Linked DNA regions of Pan troglodytes: regions 2 and 3 are each linked to region 1. A link is a contact called in public Hi-C data. All regions are on one chromosome and are shown on one strand. The core of a region is the stretch at or near the end of the contact, and the rest is flanking DNA. Distances in the headings are between cores, read along the strand shown. Region 1 holds the start of TPM1 (tropomyosin 1). Region 2 holds the start of APH1B (aph-1 homolog B, gamma-secretase subunit). Region 3 has its middle 73 kb from the start of MIR190A.

The links. A called contact is a pair of places that touch in the nucleus more often than the background predicts.
Region 2: a Hi-C map of induced pluripotent stem cells shows a contact between it and region 1, with 2.3 times the contacts expected there. The contact joins the promoter of APH1B here to the promoter of TPM1 in region 1. A contact is called at or near these places in 1 of 7 Hi-C or Micro-C datasets (induced pluripotent stem cells) and 1 of 1 datasets of contacts at active chromatin or transcription factors (stem cell-derived excitatory neurons).
Region 3: a Hi-C map of stem cell-derived neural progenitor cells shows a contact between it and region 1, with 4 times the contacts expected there. The contact joins the enhancer-like site here to the promoter of TPM1 in region 1. A contact is called at or near these places in 3 of 7 Hi-C or Micro-C datasets (blood, induced pluripotent stem cells and stem cell-derived neural progenitor cells), 1 of 1 datasets of contacts at active chromatin or transcription factors (stem cell-derived excitatory neurons) and 1 of 1 other capture datasets (stem cell-derived neural stem cells).

What each region holds. Positions count from the first base shown.
Region 1 is chr16:55,031,564-55,034,535 of NHGRI_mPanTro3-v2.0_pri, forward strand. It overlaps TPM1 (tropomyosin 1), which reads left to right and starts at 1,444. Exons shown (of 9, transcript XM_001173721.5): 1 at 1,444-1,713; 2 at 2,800-2,925. The coding sequence starts at 1,600.
Region 2 is chr16:55,265,649-55,268,620 of NHGRI_mPanTro3-v2.0_pri, forward strand. It overlaps APH1B (aph-1 homolog B, gamma-secretase subunit), which reads left to right and starts at 1,391. Exons shown (of 6, transcript XM_523094.7): 1 at 1,391-2,576. The coding sequence starts at 1,957.
Region 3 is chr16:54,885,957-54,888,928 of NHGRI_mPanTro3-v2.0_pri, forward strand. No RefSeq gene overlaps it. Among named protein-coding and RNA genes, the nearest start is that of MIR190A, 73 kb to the left of the region's middle. Within about 2 kb of position 1,480, at least 9 of the 24 cell types and tissues checked have an H3K27ac peak or open chromatin away from gene starts, as enhancers often do. A contact at or near this core is called in stem cell-derived neural progenitor cells and stem cell-derived neural stem cells, where this site is marked.

The sequences.
Region 1 (2,972 bases), core at 194-2,693:
TCAGTGTATCTTTTCCCTCCTGGGCAGTTAGGTTAGTGGAAGAAACCCGATAAAATCTTGGAGAGGAATTTGATCATTCTCTGAAGGACTTACAAGTTGTTTGGCCTGCCTAATCTGCTCAGATACCGTCCGGGGAATATTCGGTAACCATGCAGTACAGACTGTGAATTATTCTGTGGGGACTATTAACAAGACCCTCACCAACCCTGCCTCAGCTGATCTCAGGGCTTGGGGGCAGCCCCCCTCCTTCCCTCCCACTGAAGCTCTGAAAAAAAGCAGCCTTTCCCCCTTGGGGGATGGGAGGAGTAGTTAAAAATAAGAAGTGTTGGGGGAAATCCTCCTCCTTCCAAGCACAGCTCACCCGGCAGAGCCTCCTCAGAGTTGCGGCTGCGGATGCAATGACTTAGCCAGGTTAACGCCGATCCCATGTTTTCCGAAACCTGGCACCTAAGCATCTCACATGGAAGGCCGACTCCCTAAAATCAGTGCAAGAAAAATGATAACAAGTTATATCCGGAGGGACCTCGGGGATTATCTACCCGCTGGATTTAAAGTTGAGGAAGCCGCGGGCAGCAAACAAGGTCTCACAGTTGCTGGTGGCAGAGTAGAGACCACAGACCAAATTGCCTAAGTCTAAACTCAATGTTCTTTCCCCTTAGACTGCCACCCGCACACACACGCACACATGCACACCTTTTTGGAGGCACTGCACAGCAAGCACAGAAGTACGCCACTGAGTCCTGTGTCCCTAAAGTATTTGACTGTCCCTCCGCTGGGGGAAAGGGCAGGCAGAAAACAAGACTCCGTGTGCTGTCGCTGTGCCGCCCCCTGCCTCTCTGACCCGCGCCCGCAGAGAAAGTCTCAAGAGCCGCCCCAGGCTTTCTCCCACGTTCTCCCTTTCTCTGCTGCAGTTGAGTTTCCAGAGCGTAAGCGCGCAGGATGACACCTGGCTGGCTGAGAGCTGCCGGGGAGGCGCTGGCGGGTGCCGAGAGCGCACTGACCCTGACGCAGGGTGCGGCACGGCTGGGAAGCCCCCGGGCCTTTGGCTAAGCGCGCCGGAGGACGGCACAGGGGGGCGACGCGCATCCACCACCTGGTCCGCGCTCTCCCGGCCTCCGGCAGCTCAGGGCGGGCTCGGTTGGGGACCCTAATGGCTGGGTGCCGGCCCTGGGAGAAGGGGACGCGGAGGGCGGAGGGTTGCGCCTCGGCCCCGGCTCAGCCCCAACGCCCTCTCCCTGGCGCGCAGGTTTAGAAACAGGGCGGCCTCTCCGGCCGCCGCCTCGGCGGCTCGGGTCCCCATATATAGTCATATCCACCGTCAACTGGGAGGCCGGCGGCCGGCAGCGAATGGGCGAGCGGCCCCCGCGGGAGGAGCGGGGAGGGGGCACGGGGCGGAGGGAGGAGAGGAGGAAGGGGGGCAGGAGAAAAAAGCTTTTCCAAAAAAGTATTGGCTGTCTTGAGGAATGCGGTCGCCCCCTTGGGAAAGTACATATCTGGGAGCAGCAGGCGGCTCCGCGCTCGCACTCCGGCTCCTCCGCCCGACCGCGCGCTCGCCCCGCCGCTCCTGCTGCAGCCCCAGGGCCCCTCGCCGCCGCCACCATGGACGCCATCAAGAAGAAGATGCAGATGCTGAAGCTCGACAAGGAGAACGCCTTGGATCGAGCTGAGCAGGCGGAGGCCGACAAGAAGGCGGCGGAAGACAGGAGCAAGCAGGTCTGCGCCTCCCCGGCCCTGCGCCCGCGCCCAGAGCGCCGGGACTCGGGCCTGGCACCCCCGGCTGGATCCCCACCCCGAGGACTCGGGGAGCCACCACCCTACCCCCACCACCACCCAGGGCGGCCAGGGCGCGCGTCTGGAAAGAAGGAAGGGAAACGCAAGAGCCAGGCTTAGTCTAACTTTGTAGTCTGGTCTGAGGACGCTTATTTCCCTTCTCTGGTTCCCATGGCCCGCGAAATCAAGTCCTAGAGGCGCTTTATTCTCAGGACTGGGAATCAGTTTGGGGGAGGGAGGAGGACACCCGGTTCCCGGGGACGTTTGAAGGAAGGGCGAGGGATGGAGAAAGGGGGTCGAGTAACTCAAGTGTTAGAAGTTCGTTGACTTTTGACTGGGGAGAAAGGAACCTTAAACTTGGGGAGGAGAGGGGAGTCCTGGAGTTGTTACCTAAGAACAAAGATGGGGCGGAATGGAGGCTACAGCCCGAAAGCCAGGCCAGCAGTGGCGTTCTTCTGTGTCCCCAAGTAGTGGACTTGAGCCCGCTGAGACCTCGGCAGGAGTCTCGTCCCAGGGCAGGTGGGTGTGCGGGGTGAGCCGCGGAGCGGTTCCAGCTCGGGTAAAGAGGAAGTTACCTCGGGTCCTTTGCACTCCAACTCGGCGGCTCCCCGAGCCCGAGGGGCCCCAGCCAACCCGACGCCCGTGTGTTGTGTGTGTCTAACACCCGGTCCGTGCCGGCCGCCCGCGCCCGCCCGCCGCTGCCCCCAGCTCGAGGAGGACATCGCGGCCAAGGAGAAGTTGCTGCGGGTGTCGGAGGACGAGCGGGACCGGGTGCTGGAGGAGCTGCACAAGGCGGAGGACAGCCTCCTGGCCGCCGAAGAGGCCGCCGCCAAGGTACCCGGGGCGCGCGGCACGGCGTGGCGCACGAATGGCTAACTCTTTCTCTTTCTCTCTCTCCCTCCCTGTCTTTCCCTCTGTCTCTCCCGCTGTCCCTGTCCTTCTGGTTCTGTGCACCCACACCCCTCCCCTTCGGGATCACGCTGCCTGCTGCACCCCCCTCCCTCCCTGTACCCCCTGGCCAACTCCCAGCTGGAAGATGAGCTGGTGTCACTGCAAAAGAAACTCAAGGGCACCGAAGATGAACTGGACAAATACTCTGAGGCTCTCAAAGATGCCCAGGAGAAGCTGGAGCTGGCAGAGAAAAAGGCCACCGACGTAAGTGCACGCTCACACTGCTTCCCTCACCTCTTGCCTGCGTGGCC
Region 2 (2,972 bases), core at 141-2,640, 230 kb after region 1:
GATTACAGGCGTGAGCCACTGTGCATGGCCACTTAACCTCTCGACAGCCCTTCTTTCTGAAATGTTTTCCCCTTGGCTTCCACAGCACCACATTCCCCCAGTTTTCTTGTTACCCTCTTGGCCACTCCTTTTCAGTTTCTTATGAGGTTCCTCTTCTCCTCATACCTTTAATGTTGGTGTTCTGACATAGGCCTTGTTCTGGCTTTACTAGCTATCTAGGTAATTCTATTCTATGTACTCTCACGGCTTCAGGTATTCTGGTCTCAGCTCTGATGTTCAGTCCATTTCTCTCCTGATCCTGTATATGTAGTTGCCTACTGAACACCTCCATTTGGAGTGCTACAAGTATCTCAGTCTCAAGGCATCCAAAATGAAGGCCAGGCACGGTGGCTCACGCCTGTAATCCCAGCACTTTGGGAGGCCAAGGTGGGCAAGTCACTTGAGGCCAGGAGTTCAAGACTGGCCTGGCCAACATTGTTCACACTGTCTCTACTAAAATACGAAAATAACCCAGGCATGGTGGCGCGCGCCTATAGTCTCAGCTACTCTGGAGGCTGAGGCAGGATAATTGCTTGAACTCGGGAGGCAGAGGTTGCAGTGAACTGAGATCACACCACTGCACTCCAGCCTGGGCGACAGAGTGAGACTACGTCTCCAAAACAGTAACAACAAAATAACAAAATGGTACTCATTATCGTGTCTACTTTGCCATATTCTCTCCTCCTCCTGTCTCCACAGCATCCACTTAAGCCCGAACCCTCTAGAAGCCCACATCCTTGACTCTTCCCCCATCTCACTCTATGTAGCTCATTAGTCACTAAATTCTGTTTGTACAATTCCTAAACTTCTATTAAATTTGTCTGCTTCCCTCCAGAGTCCTGCTAATTCCCTGATTCAGGCCACTGCCATCTCATTCCTGCGTTGCACCGAGGACCTCCAGTCTGGAAGCTCATTTTCCATATCTTTACAAAGCAGATCTATCACTCTGAACTGTTGTCTCGACCCGAGTTTTGATAGGTATTGTGCTGGGATCTGACCATTCAAAATACAATCACTGGAATCTGAAGAAGTATTCTGTGGGAGTGAATGGAAATATATATGACTTTTAAATGGGCAAAGGTAATGTTTTTCTGTAAGAATTAAATACCTGCAGTTGTATTATTTGAAGGTGCATTTTCAGGGGCGAGCTGCAAAACATCTGTCAGGTCCCAACATTTGTCTACTGGTGTTTTTTTAAATGTGGATTGCCAAAATCTTTATTCATGATGGACATTATGTAGGAGTGGTTAATACTTACATAGCACTTACCTGTGTCAGGCACACTGATCAAACTAACCGACGAAGTATTATTCAACATAAAGAAAAATCTAACTTGGATGTGAATGATCAGAGAACTTAAGTTTTAATTTTTAAACCTTTCAGAAATTGTTAATATAGATGTTTATAACTTCTACTTTTTAAATTATTTCACTTATTGAACAGATATTAGTGAACTTCTAGGTGCTGAGGAAACAACAAAGAGCAAAGCAAAGTCCCTGTCCCCCAGGAGTTCGCGTTTTAACGGGGAAGAAAAATAAGCAAGTGAAATGGACGACTGTGAGAAGACGGAGCAGGGAGATGTTACTATTGCTTGTAGGGTGGTCACAGAATGCCTGCAAAAACAACCCTTTTGAAGAATTGGGAAAAAAATAAAAACCATTTGGCTGAAACAGCCCTGAGAAGGGCAGCTTCTTCCACCACTCTTTCATCATTTTACCATCTGTGGGTTATCCCCGGGGTCACTGCTATCCCAGCCTAGGTTTTATACAGGATGGAGTACGAAGTTCCCGCAACTATCCAAACGGTAAAATGTGCTTAAAAAAAAAAACCTATTTAAAAAGGAATCCTGCTTGTTCCTGCGCTACATTTTTCTTTAGTCTCTTTGATTGACTTGGAATCTCTGCCTGTTCTCGGTGCATGCGGCTCGAAGGTGGGCTAGGGAGCTCCCCTTCTCTTAACCACCTCGCAGCCGGCACTGGAACCCGATCGGAGTGTATCTGTGGGGCTGCGGCGTTGGCTCGGGCCCTAACGTCGCCGAGGACGCCCGCTTCGGGAGCAGGAGCTGCGGCGTGGCCCTGGCGCTTCCGGACACCCGGTAGGGCGGCGGGCCCAACGGTGGGGTCCGCGCTCACCGCCTTGAGCCCGCCCCTGCGCCCGGCGCCCTCAGCCCACGCCCCGCCCAGTCCCCCAGGCCCTAGCGTTTACCCCCACGCCCCGCCTCGCCCCGCGACCCACGTACCCCGCCTCCGAGCCCCGCCCCCGCCCCCACGTGCCCCGCCCCCGTCCCCGTGCCTGCCCCTGAGCCGCGCCCCGCCCCCCGCGTCCCGCTTAGCCCCCCACCCCGAGCCCCACCCACCGAACCCCGCCCGCGCCGGGAGCATCTCGCGTCCCCAACGGGCCCCCGGGTCGGTTTCCGCGGTGGCCATGACTGCGGCCGTGTTCTTCGGCTGCGCCTTCATTGCCTTCGGGCCTGCGCTCGCCCTTTATGTCTTCACCATCGCCACCGAGCCGTTGCGTATCATCTTCCTCATCGCCGGGTGAGGCGGTCGCGTCGGGAAACCCGGACGCCGGGGCTCCCCTCCCCCGCTGGGGTTACCCGCGACCCTCGGCGCCCCCACCGCGCGGCTCGACCTTGTTGCGTTTCAGACGGGAGGAGGGTTGAGAGGGGGAGAGCGGAGATCCGGCTCCCCAAAGGCGCCTCGCCCTCTTAGGAAGAAGCGCACACTGGGGGTCAGGGCCTTTTGCCTGGGGCTCATGGGTGGGGTTTAGTGATCCGTGAAGCTACTAAAGTTGTATAAAAAAATTATGGATAAGTTCATATATGCATCCTTCATTTTCTGGAGGGGGAGTCCCTAATTTCCCTCAGATTCTCAAAGGCATCTGTAATCCCCAAAGGGTTAAAAACCATTGGCGTTTAGGATAGTAGTGCGCGA
Region 3 (2,972 bases), core at 230-2,729, 150 kb before region 1:
AGATAAAAAGTGACAGAGCCAGAACTCAAACTCTGTTTTATCTGATTCCACAGCCATTCCTTCCAACCTTAAGCTCTACCGCCTGTGTGGTGCTGGGTGTGAGTCAGAGCTAGCCTGGGTTTACCTGAGTTGCAGGGTCACCCCTCATCGCACCCTTGTCAGTCCTCAAATAGGGGTGCAACTGTTCCATGAAAGGGAACAAAGAGACTGAGCTACTAGACACCAAGCTGTTTAGGACTGAACCCATTCCTGTCCAAACGGAAGTGATCCAGAGGGACTCTGAAAATTACAGAAGTCAAGAGATTTCATCATCTTTATTCAAAGAAAGGGGTTTGTTTGTTGATTTTTTGGATTTTTTTTTGGACCACAGCTCTATCTACTCCTTGAGGAGTATGGATTATTAAGTAAATCAGGTAATTATTGACTAAGAAGTGACGGGCCACTGCGATTGATAAATTAACCATGTCTGTTTTTCTTCTGTAGCTCACTGGAAAAGAATGTGGGGGATTTCCCCTCTTCTTCTTCAGAGGCCTTCCTGTCTTGAAGGCTAGGCTTCTCTTGCTCTGGGGGAAAGTTAAAGGCCTTTCTTTGATTTTCTAAGGGTCTGTAGACCTAACACTTACTGTTAGAGGTTGCGAGGGCTGGGGAGGGGGCCGAGGGCTAGAGGTCATTCAAGGACTGGCAGGACCCTTGGGTGCCCAGCCTCTTACCCAGGACCCCTGAGGTGCCAAGGCCTCTGGGGAGTGGCTGGGTGGGCAGTGTGCTTCTGGGGACTGGACACTTGCACTGTGGCCTTGAATTTGGAGGATGCCGTGAGCAGCAGCCTTTTACTGGTTTACCTGGGCATGGACAATGAGCCACTGGGCAGTGACCGTAACAGACCTGATGCCCTTCCCCCAAGTTTCGAGGATCCTGAGGCCTCAGAGTTCTGCATAGGAGGAGAGGAGGGGCCTTGAAAAGAGGCTGGGATTGAATTTTTCTGAGGTCCTAGTAGGTGTGGGGTCTAAGGATGATCTGATTTAGAAATTCATGAAATGTGTCATTTCTTGCCCCAAGCATTGTGGAACAACTAATACCAGTTACACTAGTGATGACCAAATCCTGCTGTAAATTGTTCTAACATATTGTGTAAAACAGGCCTTACCACTTTTGTAATCCCTTGCAAACGGCTGATCGATAACCAACACAATATAATATCCCAAGCCCTTCTTTTGGTAGAAAAAATTTCCTCTAGCCTGGTAATTTAAATTCCAAATTACCTCCAGATGATGCTATTTAAATGCCCTGTGATTAAATCTGCACCAAGTGGAGTTTCTGTGGGAAACTTCGCTGCCTCCTAGGGCATCCTGCGGTGTTTTTTAAAGGCCGGGGATCTAGAAATGCTACTCAGGGCCTCGGAATCTTTGTCTACATGACTCAGCCTTGGGGCCCCGGGCCCTGGACACTTGCCCAGAGCTGAACATTCAACTGGACGTGCCACAGGAGGAGCATGCGGGGAGCCAGGAAATATCTCCGGAATCTCACAATGCTTTCTCACCTACCCTTATTAGACCAAAGAGGCAGAGCCGCAGGGGTGGGGGCCGCGGGGCAGAGGGCAGCGCCTGCCGGGTGGGAGGGAACCTGTGTGTGCGCACACACATTGTTCACATGTCATAGTGTCTCCGTGTGTGTCTGCGTCTATGCATGTGTCTCTGTGTGTCTGGGTATTTCTGTGTGTCTGTGTGTGCATCTCTGCATGTCTTTGCATATCTGTACATGTTTCTGTGTGCGTGGGTCTGTGTCTATGTGTGTATACATCTGTTCATATTTCTCTGTGTGTCTGTCTCTATGTGGCTGTGTCTCTGCATATCTTTGCTTATCTGTACATGTTTTGGGGTGGGGGTCTGTATCTCTATGTGTCTGTGTGCCTACGTGTGTGTCTGTAAGTCTGTGTGGGTCGCTGTGTCTGTCTGTGGCTGGGAGAGGGGTCAGGAATGCTTTTGGAGTCCCTGGTTTTCTAAGAGTAGGAGGTTCATAGCAGGAGAGGGCTAACTCTTCAGTCCAGACCCCCCCTCTGGGACCTGCAGACCACCTGCAGCCCCACCCAGTGTAGCCCCTGCCCCGCGTGGCAGTCAGGAAAGAAAGCGAGGGCTGGGCGTGAACTTTGGTTAGGTTGAGATGCGTGGGGAAGAAAGCAGAAGGGAGGGTGTGTGTGGGGAGCAGACCTGCACCCTCCCGAACAGCTGGGGAGGCCAAGGCGGGGTAAGGCCCAAACCTCACTCCAAAGCTCCCAACATACAACCCAGCAGTTCCCAGTGGAAAACTTGCTGGGGTTTGCAAAGTACCCTCCTCCCCAAAACTGCATCTTTGAGCATGCACCCAGGCAAAGGCTCACACTTCTCTCTCTTCCCAACGCTGCTTTGGGAAACCCTCCTGCACCATAGAATGTGGGACAGGGACACCCTTACTTTCGAGTGCCAACTTTGGTTGGGCACTCCTCTGGACGCTTTCCATTGATCTCACTTAATGTACTTAACAGTGACCTAGGCTTTGTTATTCCTCTTTTACAAATAAGGAAACTGAGGTACAGGGAGGGGAAGCGGGTTGCTTAAGATAACAAGCTGGTGAGTGTCAGAGCTGAGGCAGAACCCAGGTGTGCTGAATTCTGGAGTCATTTTCTTACCTGACAGCCCTCTACCTCTGGATGGCCCTCTCTTTACATTTAGAAGTGTGTACAGACACACACACACACACACACACACACACACACACACACACACACACCTTAGAGCCCTTTTATAAGACACTAGAGCCTAGACAGCAAGGGTGTCCACATCATGGTAGTCTCCATTTACCATGTACATACAAAACCACAACAGAACTGTAGGTCTAGTGAAAGCCATTCTTTTACACCCTCCTCCTCTTTCCACAGATGGAAAAAGAATCGCAAATAAGCATAATGTGAAGAGCATGAGCTTTGGAATAAGCAAGCC